2 separate regions of the Mus musculus genome follow, and region 1 is linked to region 2. A link is a contact called in public HiChIP or PLAC-seq data. All regions are on one chromosome and are shown on one strand. The core of a region is the stretch at or near the end of the contact, and the rest is flanking DNA. Distances in the headings are between cores, read along the strand shown. Region 1 overlaps LOC108167736 (a long non-coding RNA gene). Region 2 has its middle 27 kb from the start of Gm30327.

Region 1 (4,442 bases), core at 1,205-3,704, 71 kb before region 2:
TGTCCTAGATACTCTGTCTCTGTCTGTCTGTCTGTCTCTCTTTCTCTCTCTCACACACACACATACACACTCACATCTATAATAAAAAATCTCCCCCTTAATAAGATCATGGAATGGCCATGTCCTCAGTTTATATAAGAACTAACCAAGGATAACCTTGAACATTTTCAAAGTAGGTTTATTTATTTTGTTGGTTGGTTGGTAGTTGGTTACTTTTGAGAACCCTATTCATGAGCACTGCATCTACACTATACTCCTGCCTTGAACTTTTAATCCTCCTGCATCCACCTCCTAAGTGCTAAGATTACAGACAGGGCTTCAGGGATCGGGTAAAGTCCTCATCAAATGTGTATTGTTTAACAAGGACACAGCCATGTCATCAGCCACACAATCTCAGCTCCACAGGTGTGGCAAAGCCCCTGCTAGGCTCAGGGAAGGGGCAATGCCTTCTCTCCTGCTCTGAGTGGAAACATAGGTATCACCTACAGAACATGTGCTTTCTCCGTAGCTTTCTACCCCAGATGTATGGCCTAAAGACTGCTCCTCTACAGAGACTGTCCTTACTGGGATTAGCTAAATCCACCTCCTTGTTCAGCTGTATACCACAAACCCTGCCTTGTTTATCAGCATGTAAAAATCTGCCTCCTCGTTCACTGTATATAGTAAATATGCCGCCCTTCAGGGCACTGTGTCTTCTCCATCAGAGAGTCCGGTCCATCCAATCCCAGCTGTCCCATGTCTCTGTGGTTGTCATTTCTTCATTTTCTCATCACCCCTAGTCAAGGTTCAGGGACCCAGGCTATCTAAGGATGGGGCACATGGCTGCCACATCCCCAGTTTACAGCCTGCTCCCTTGAAAGAGGACCAGTACCTCTCTAAAAATCCTGTGAAATGATCAATTGGGAGATTTTTTTTTAATACTTTTATTTTGTGTGTATGGATGTTGTACCTGCATGTCTGTCTGTGCACTCCATGCATGCCTATTGCCTTCAGAAGCCAGAAGACAGGGTGTGATCTCCAGGAACTGGAGTTACAGATAGTTGTGAGGCACCAGGTGGGTGCTGGGACTCAAACTCAGGTAGTACTCTGGAAGAGCACCCAGTGCTCTTTACCACCAACCATTGTTCCAGCCCCTGGGGGTTTCTTCTTCTTCTTCTTCTTCTTCTTCTTCTTCTTCTTCTTCTTCTTCTTCTTCTTCTTCTTCTTCTTCTTCTTCTTCTTCTTCATCATCATCAAACACTTTTTTATAAATTATTAAGCACACAAATTCAAAATGTATTTATTTCCTGTCACCTGGGGTGTCCAAGTCCCTAACAAAGGCAAGCCAGCTGTCGCTAGTTGCTAAGCTGCACCTTCCATTGGGAGATGCAGCTAAAAGAAGGTCAGATTTGTCTCATCAAAGAATAGTTCAGAAGCATACGGGAAGCTTTCTCATATGCTTTTCAGTTAGGTGAAGAATTCAGTACTTGGGTTGTTGAGAAAAGTTTGGTGGTGGTGATGGATGTTTTGTTTCGTTTTTTTAAATATTGAAAGAAAGCACCAAGTTAAGGGAACCCCGGTTTGCTGGAGCTAGAGGAGGCTGAGACGTGCAAGGTCAGATATGTGCAGATGTTGGCCGCTGGAAGTCAGGGTAAAAGAGCCGAGATGTGAGTGGTAGGGGTGGAGAAACGGCTCACAGGTAAGGACACTCGCATCACAAGCATAAGGATCCATGTCATTCAAGTCGATGTGGTTGCTCAAGCACCTGCAACCCCAGTGCTGGGGCAGAGGCAGAAGGGTCCCAGGCTTGCTGGCTGCTGCCTAGCTCCAAGTTCAGTGAGAGACCCTGTCTCCAGGGAATAAAGGCCAAAAAGTGATATCTTCCTCTGGTTTTAGTCTCTGCACCTGGACACACCCCCTCAAACTTACACACACACACACACACACACACACACACACACACACACACACACACACACACCCCTCCTCTGGCCTTGCACATCTTAGTTGGAGTATAAACGATGACTTGCTTCTAGAACCTTGACTACAGAGCAGTCTGGGAAGAACTCTGCTCCCAACCTGTTCTCCCTCAGACTGAGGCTGGGTCCAGGAAGCCAACCTACACACTGAATAAAAGGTCGTAGTCTATGTACTTCGCTATGAACTCTATACCAGGTTTGCTGCCCAACACTAAGTAAGTCAGGAACAACTGAGGAAGCAGAGCCCAAAGATCCTGTGTATCCCAGTCACAGAGTAAGGAGTGAACCTGGATGGGTGTGAGTTCTAGCTTACCCTGAGCCAAGCTCTCAGCCTTCCCTCCTCCCCTAGGGTATGGCCACACCTCTTGATGGCTACTAGAGGAATTCACTTATGGGATTAAACTAAACCTTGAATGCTTTGGCCTAACGACTGTCTCATCTTCTGTGTAAGAGCCAGGTCAGGAGGCAGGAGGCTGACTGAGCCACACAGCGGGGCATGCTCACTGTGCAGGGTGAGGCAGAGCTGTGTACACAAGTCGGAACTGTGGCTAGAAACTAGGGGAAAGGCCACCTTGCTGATTTGGATCTGCGCCACCACTTCCTGCCCCGACAAAAAGGCTGACGTTGTTGATGTCGACTGGCCTAACAAGGAAAAAGGACCCATGGATCCACCCAAGAGACCTTTTGTCTTTAGGTGAGAATGAAAATGTATCTTAGAGGAGAAAGAAACACATAGCATGTGAAGTCAAGCGCTCTGTGGCCTGTGATAATGGCTCTTGAGGGTGCTGACTGCTGATAAGCACGGACGCTGGCCTCGGCAGAAGCTGCGGCATGTCACTGCCCCCAGCACACACAGTGACTGTGCAGGTTCTCAAACGTCTACCATGCAAAGTGCCTTGTCCAACTCTTAGATGCTAGCCAGTCTCAGATGCTGTGCCTGGGAAGTCTCACTTTCCAGAACAGTAACTAAGGTCTGAATTTGGACCTGAGATGCTAGAGTCAGCAAACATGAACATAGTACACACAGACACAGACACACACACACACAGACACAGACACACACACACACACACACATTTGTTCATACACAAATTCACACACATACTTGGACACACATACACAGACCATGTTAATACTTGTAGAAACAGAAATATATTCACCCCAAATAAACACACTACATATACACTCACTCCACACAGAAACAGATACACAAATATAGAGCATAGATACGACACACACAATCATATAAACATTCAAAAATATCAAACATAGATAGAAACATATAATGCATATATGTTGGATGCGTCATATACATATCCCACAGAGACACACAGATAAACACTGCACACAGGTCTTATACACTAGATCACCACAATGTACACATACAGAGACGAAATGTAACATACTACTTGACACAAAGCTTTGGTTATGTTAGCTATGTATATAGGAGATAAGTATTTAAAAAAAAAAGAGGAAAGAAAATCAAAATGCAGCAAAAAAGTTATAAACTTGAAGAATCCTTGTTTAAAATGAACATATAAGATTCACTGTAACAAGAGAGCAGTAACAGGAACATAAATAGTTGACTTGAAATGGGTTGTTCTGTTCTAACAGGTTTTTGCTGTTGTTTTGTTTTGTTTTTTTTCAAGACAGAGTTTCTCTGTGAACTTCCGGTTGTAGACCAGGGTGGCCTCGAACTCAGAGATTCTCCGGTCTCTGCCTCTCAAATGCTGGGTTTAAAGGTGAGTGCCACACTGGCCGGCTCTAACAGTGCTTTTTATTAAGTGATGGTTCTTCTGTCCCTGTGCACTCACCGCGGCTGCTGAATATTGCCTGCTGAATTGCATCTCCTGAGTCTCTGGTATATCTACCACTCCCGCCCCCACTCTAGCCCCACGTGTCTGTTGAAGGAGCAACCCCTGCATAGCCTTTTCGGTGCCTGCTTGGACAGTGTTTGCCACTTCCTTCTTCCCCGTCTCCTTCCCTGCACCCTCCCTGCCCAAGTCAGGAAAGTCCCAGGGTGCTTGCCTCACAATACAAACCGGGAAGTTCAAGGATCCGATGCTGACCCTGGACATCAACTTCCCAGAATCCTGAGTCAGATGAAGCGCGTCACAGTTTAGCTCGGTGTGCCTAGGGGGCGCTCCGGTCCAGGAATTAAACTTCTTAACCGTTCCCTTTAGTATTTCAAGTTCCAGTAGGGAAGGGCTAGAGACTAAAATTAAGGGAGCCAGCAGGTGAGATGACAGCTGGAGCCTAGTAAAGAAGGGGTGGGTTGCTTAGGAATATGCCTCCAAGGTCTACTGTCTCTCTGAACTTCAAAGCTATAGGTGGCCCCACAGGACAACTCTCCCAGATGCTAAATCTGAGGCCAGAAGATGGAAGTCACATACTTACAGTCAGACCTAATTTGAAGCAATGGGTAACAGCAAATGTCAGAGTCACCCTTTGACGGAGCCACGGGTACTATCTTCATCTCCCCAT
Region 2 (4,593 bases), core at 1,722-4,221:
ATAAAAACTGAATATAGGTAAGGGAGAAAAGCTAAGGAGGGCTAATTGACAAAGCTTTGAGACAGCTCCACCCTGACCCTGGGCTCTTCTGTTCTCTGACCAAGTCAACTCCCAATTCCTCACCACCTCCCCCATCCCACTGCCCCAGCCCAGGCATGAGAGTGGGGCCTTGGATTTACAAAACTCTCAGTACATTTTATTGGATCAAATGGTGACCCACGATCCCCAAGATGAATTCAATAAAAACAGCTAAAGAGTTTGTTAATAATCCTTTTTTCCTTCCTACTTTGAGATTTTAATCCCATTAAGAGGAGAGCTGGAAAGACAGACCATTAGGGTCTTTCCCAGCTCCTACAATTAATCCCCTTGTCCTTGTCTGTCAGGGAGCTTGTGGGTGAAGAGAAGTGCCCTTCAGGAACTTGGCTCCTGTGAGTACCATAACAAGATTGGCCAAGAGCAGGTCCTAGCGTGCACCCTCCTGTCTAGTTTTCTTGATGTTACTGCATTTTTTTGTCAGGATCATTCTGGGAATGTGACTTATGTCACCTCCTAGCCCTAAGAACAGATCTCAGTGCCTGCTAGAAATGGCTAACCCTTTCCTGCCCCACCCGACTTCCAAACCTTCTTACAAGCCTTCCTAGCTTGCTGAGGAAGGCCTTGAAGGCTCAGGGGAGTTCTCTTGTTGACATTGGTGGTGGTAGTGATATTGAGTTTTGCTTTGTTTTTCTCCTGATTCAAAACAGATGGAACAAGGAAAGAACAGTTGAAAAATTCTAAAAGCCACTTATCTTTGGCATATTGTGAAGTGAAAACAGAAAAGACTAGAACATCAGTTCAGTAAACAAGCTTGCATACACACAGCAAGTGTCTTTGATGATCCTGACCAGCCCTGTCCAGCATAAATATTGATCCATGTCTAGGATTTAAAATCTCTAGGAGACACACTTAAAACAATTCTTTTAAGTTGTTCTTCTTCATGTCTATAAAATCAGATGTATGTTTTCTTTTTATGGCACATCTCAATTCAATTTCTTTTTATGGCACGACACATTTCAAGCTCTTAATATCTACACGTACTTCTCTCATTGTGGGCAGCAAAGCTCTACCCAGCAATGTCTCATGTTAGCAAGAGCATGCTAGCCCTTGGAGGGTGAAGGCTGGAGGATCAAAAGTTCAAGGTCATCCTTAACTACATGATGAGTTTGAATCTACTCTAAGCTACAAGAAGTCCTGTTTCAATGCTTAAAAACATACACACTGAACTTAGTTGGAGAAGGTGTTCTAGGTGGTTAGGTGAACCATGGCAGAGACTTGGCTATAGTTGCCATAGCAAGAGCAGAAAGAAAAAAAAGAACAAAAGGGCATGCTGGGAAGGAGACTACCAACCAGACTTCTTGGCAGGAGGAGGGACTACCAACCAGACTTCCTGGAAGATTGGTAGAGAGGAATAAAGAAAAGCAGAGAGAGGAGGGAATCAAAGACACCAGCTTTGATGACAGCCCAAGCATGGAGTGTCCAACCATCTTCTCTCTGTCTAGACCTAAGTGGTTGTTCTGCTGTCCTTGGGGCTTTCGACAGACAACTAGCTTTCCTGGTCTTCCTCAAGAATTTGTCTCCTGTGTTTCAAGGCAGTTGCTGCCCTTTCTTTCTTTCTTTCTTTCTTTCTTTCTTTCTTTCTTTCTTTCTTTCTTTCTTTCTTTCTTTCTTTCTTTCTTTCTTTCTTCCTTTCTTTCTTTCTTTCTCTCTTTTTCTGTTTGTAATTATGCACTCCTGAAATCTGCAAGAACTCAGGTTCACATTCCTGAGGAAAATGTTCTGGTACATTTGGGCCAAAGACGTGCTGTGCTGAGAAGGTGGCCTGGCTCAAAACACTGGCAGGACTAAGCAGGCACCGCGGCCCAAACTAACATACACATTTGTCCCCGACGACGACTGGGAAAAGGCTGAGACACTGACTCTCAGTGTGAGTGTCCCCCAGCAAGGCCTTCAAAACAAGGAGCAGAAGGGTGAGCCTGTGTCATAAACATGGCTGGAACAACAGAAGGCAGCCGGCCAGCTAGAGACATAAACAAGTTCTTAAAGGAGCCCCAACAGCACTTCCTTGTTTCCTCTAGGCAAATGTTGAGCTTTAGTGCGCACTTGATACAATGGCTAGACTGTAGATGAAAATTCACAGAAGCATTCCAACCGTGTCTTTAAAGAGGGAGGGACAGATCTGTCATGTGTGTGCCCGGGGTGGGCTGAAGCAAGAGCAGAGCCTACAAGATGAGTGCTTTATGTGGTGGTGAAGGCCTGACCCCAACCCTTGCTTGGCCCTTGTGGTCTAGGACAAGAAGGAATAGCAGCCAGCTGCTAGCAATTACACTAAAACAGAATTGGTAGTACTTTTACTGCCCAGAAAGAAGAGCCCTAGACAGATGATATTTTCCAGAAGAATTGAATCTGGGGCTTAATAGACCTGAGTTTAAGTCCCTGAAGTGACGAGATCATATTAACTATGAAGAAAAGAAGCCTCCTGCTCAGTCTTTCCAAGTGCCAGCTGACCTCTGCCTAGGCACGGGCCCAGCATTCCCCAGGCTCAGAAGATGGAAAGACACAGACCAATAGTGTATTTGAGTAGGGACCACAAAAACAACTCAGCAGTGGGCATAAATCCTGGGCCTGGAATCCCATAACTATTTAACAACTCCCTGGGAAGCAAGGCTGACTTTTTCTGGTTCAGGTCTTTCCCTTCTCTGGCATTTCCCAGGCGATTGCTGGGGAAGTGCCAGAGGCATGTTGTCTAGGGAGACCTCCACCACGGATTCATTTCTAACATTAGAACACTATGACCTGAAGACCACCCCAAGGGGATTCTCGGGGGAGGGATATCACCTCCTCCACCAAGCCAAGATAAGAACGCAGGGACCAGTGAAGGTAGGGTGACAGGTTGTGCAAAAGAGGAGCCAACAGCTTCCTGTGAACCAATTTTGAGTTCCCTTGAACAACCAATAAGACTCAATCGTCACCAGGTGTGGTGGCACACAGCTTTAATCCCAGCACTTGAGAGGCAGAGGCAGGCAGATTTCTGAGTTCGAGGCCAGCCTGGTCTACAGAGTGAGTTCCAGGACAGCCAGGGCTATATAGAGAAACCCTGTCTCGAAAAACCAAAAAAAAAAAAAAAAAGACTTGATTGTCACTTAGGGCATACAGCACCATATCTGGCCACCAGAAATTTTAGTTCTTTTTTGTTGTCATTTTTTGTTTAGTTAATTAGCTAGTTATTTTGAGACAAGGTGCTCCCATTTGGCTTGGAACTCGCTGTGTAGACCAGCCAGGCCTCAGACTCACAGAGATTGCCTCATTCTGCCTCCTGAAGGCTGAGATTAAAGGCGTGCACCACCACACCTGGATAATTGCTTTTTAATTATTATCGACTGTTACATGATTCTCTCTCCAAATGATACCTATGACCTGAAGTTTAAAAAAAAAATTCTAACATTTCATTTATTTGAGTTTTCCTCTTCAAACCATTACTATATCTTCTTATTCAATTGAACAGCATGTTTTTCTCTAAATTACAACTGGCCTTAACAGTGCGGATGTGACCCTCCCTGGAATTAGCAACAGAAAGCTCCAGTCAGCTGAAGGCATCCTGCTAGTACTTCGTGAACACACCATATCTAATCTGGTGCCTGGAGAGCAATGACCCAGAAATCAGTTATAGATTTGAATGTCAGCTTTGTTATTGAATTGTAAAAATTTTAACAAGTCATCCCTTCTTTGTACTGCCTACTTCCATAAGTAAATCTAGGACACAACGAATTCAAAGCTAGAGAGAGCTCTGCTTGCACAATGCCGCCTTGTTCTCAAGTGTAGGATCTGGAGCCAGGGATTGTGTAAATTGCTTGCATTTTTTAAGCAACAGATATGCATGTAGGAAAGTCCACTGGGCGACAAACAAAAGCCGGGTCTCAGATAAAACCCTGAGCAATATCCTAATGGAGATTTACAAATCTTAAAAGGTCGCCAGCTTTACACCGTGCCTTTCTAGACCTCTCAGGATGCAGGGTTTTAAACAAGAAAGAGCTGTGACTTGCAAGGAGACTCTGTCGTGGGAAAGAAAGCACATTTGGCCAGACGGCTTAGCTTTTTGTTTCTAGGGAGCTGGTATTATCCTATCACTGGGAGCTAGAAAGGAGAGAGTTTCCTCCACTCAGTAGAGTTTAGAACCCTGTTAAGGTTCGAAAGGAAGAAGGAGGAGGCGGGACTTTGACTTACATAGAACTCTAGGTTTTTTTTGTTTTTGTTTTTGTTTTTTGTTTTTTGGTTTGTTTTTGTTTTTGTTTTTGTTTTTTTTTGGACAGGTCAAGAACACACAGTGAACTCTTTCTGTAGACCAGGCAGGTCTTGACTTCACAGAGATCCGGACTGTCTCTACCTTCTGAGAGCTGGGATTAAAGGCATGCACAAAACACCCGGTGCAAATAACATTCTTGATATCTCTTTTGGAGAAGATGACACACCTAGGAGAGGAAAACCCAGAGAGAGCTCTGCAGAGTCTAGTCTAGTTAGATGGCCACTTCTTTCTTTACGTATGTAGGTAGTCATTCA

What was found. HiChIP or PLAC-seq counts read pairs in DNA pulled down with a chosen protein or histone mark.
Region 1: a contact with region 2 is called in an H3K27ac HiChIP or PLAC-seq map of extraembryonic endoderm stem cells. The contact joins two enhancer-like sites. A contact is called at or near these places in 8 of 484 Hi-C or Micro-C datasets (Sertoli cells, bone marrow-derived macrophages, cerebral cortex and 4 more) and 2 of 115 datasets of contacts at active chromatin or transcription factors (astrocytes and extraembryonic endoderm stem cells).

What each region holds. Positions count from the first base shown.
Region 1 is chr1:154,032,378-154,036,819 of GRCm38.p6, reverse strand. All of the region lies in intron 3 of LOC108167736 (a long non-coding RNA gene), which reads left to right. Among named protein-coding and RNA genes, the nearest start is that of Gm46165, 29 kb to the left of the region's middle. Within about 2 kb of position 2,454, at least 127 of the 459 cell types and tissues checked have an H3K27ac peak or open chromatin away from gene starts, as enhancers often do. A contact at or near this core is called in cerebral cortex, colon epithelium, extraembryonic endoderm stem cells and 2 more, where this site is marked.
Region 2 is chr1:153,961,614-153,966,206 of GRCm38.p6, reverse strand. No RefSeq gene overlaps it. Among named protein-coding and RNA genes, the nearest start is that of Gm30327, 27 kb to the left of the region's middle. Within about 2 kb of position 2,971, at least 54 of the 459 cell types and tissues checked have an H3K27ac peak or open chromatin away from gene starts, as enhancers often do. A contact at or near this core is called in cerebral cortex, colon epithelium, extraembryonic endoderm stem cells and 2 more, where this site is marked.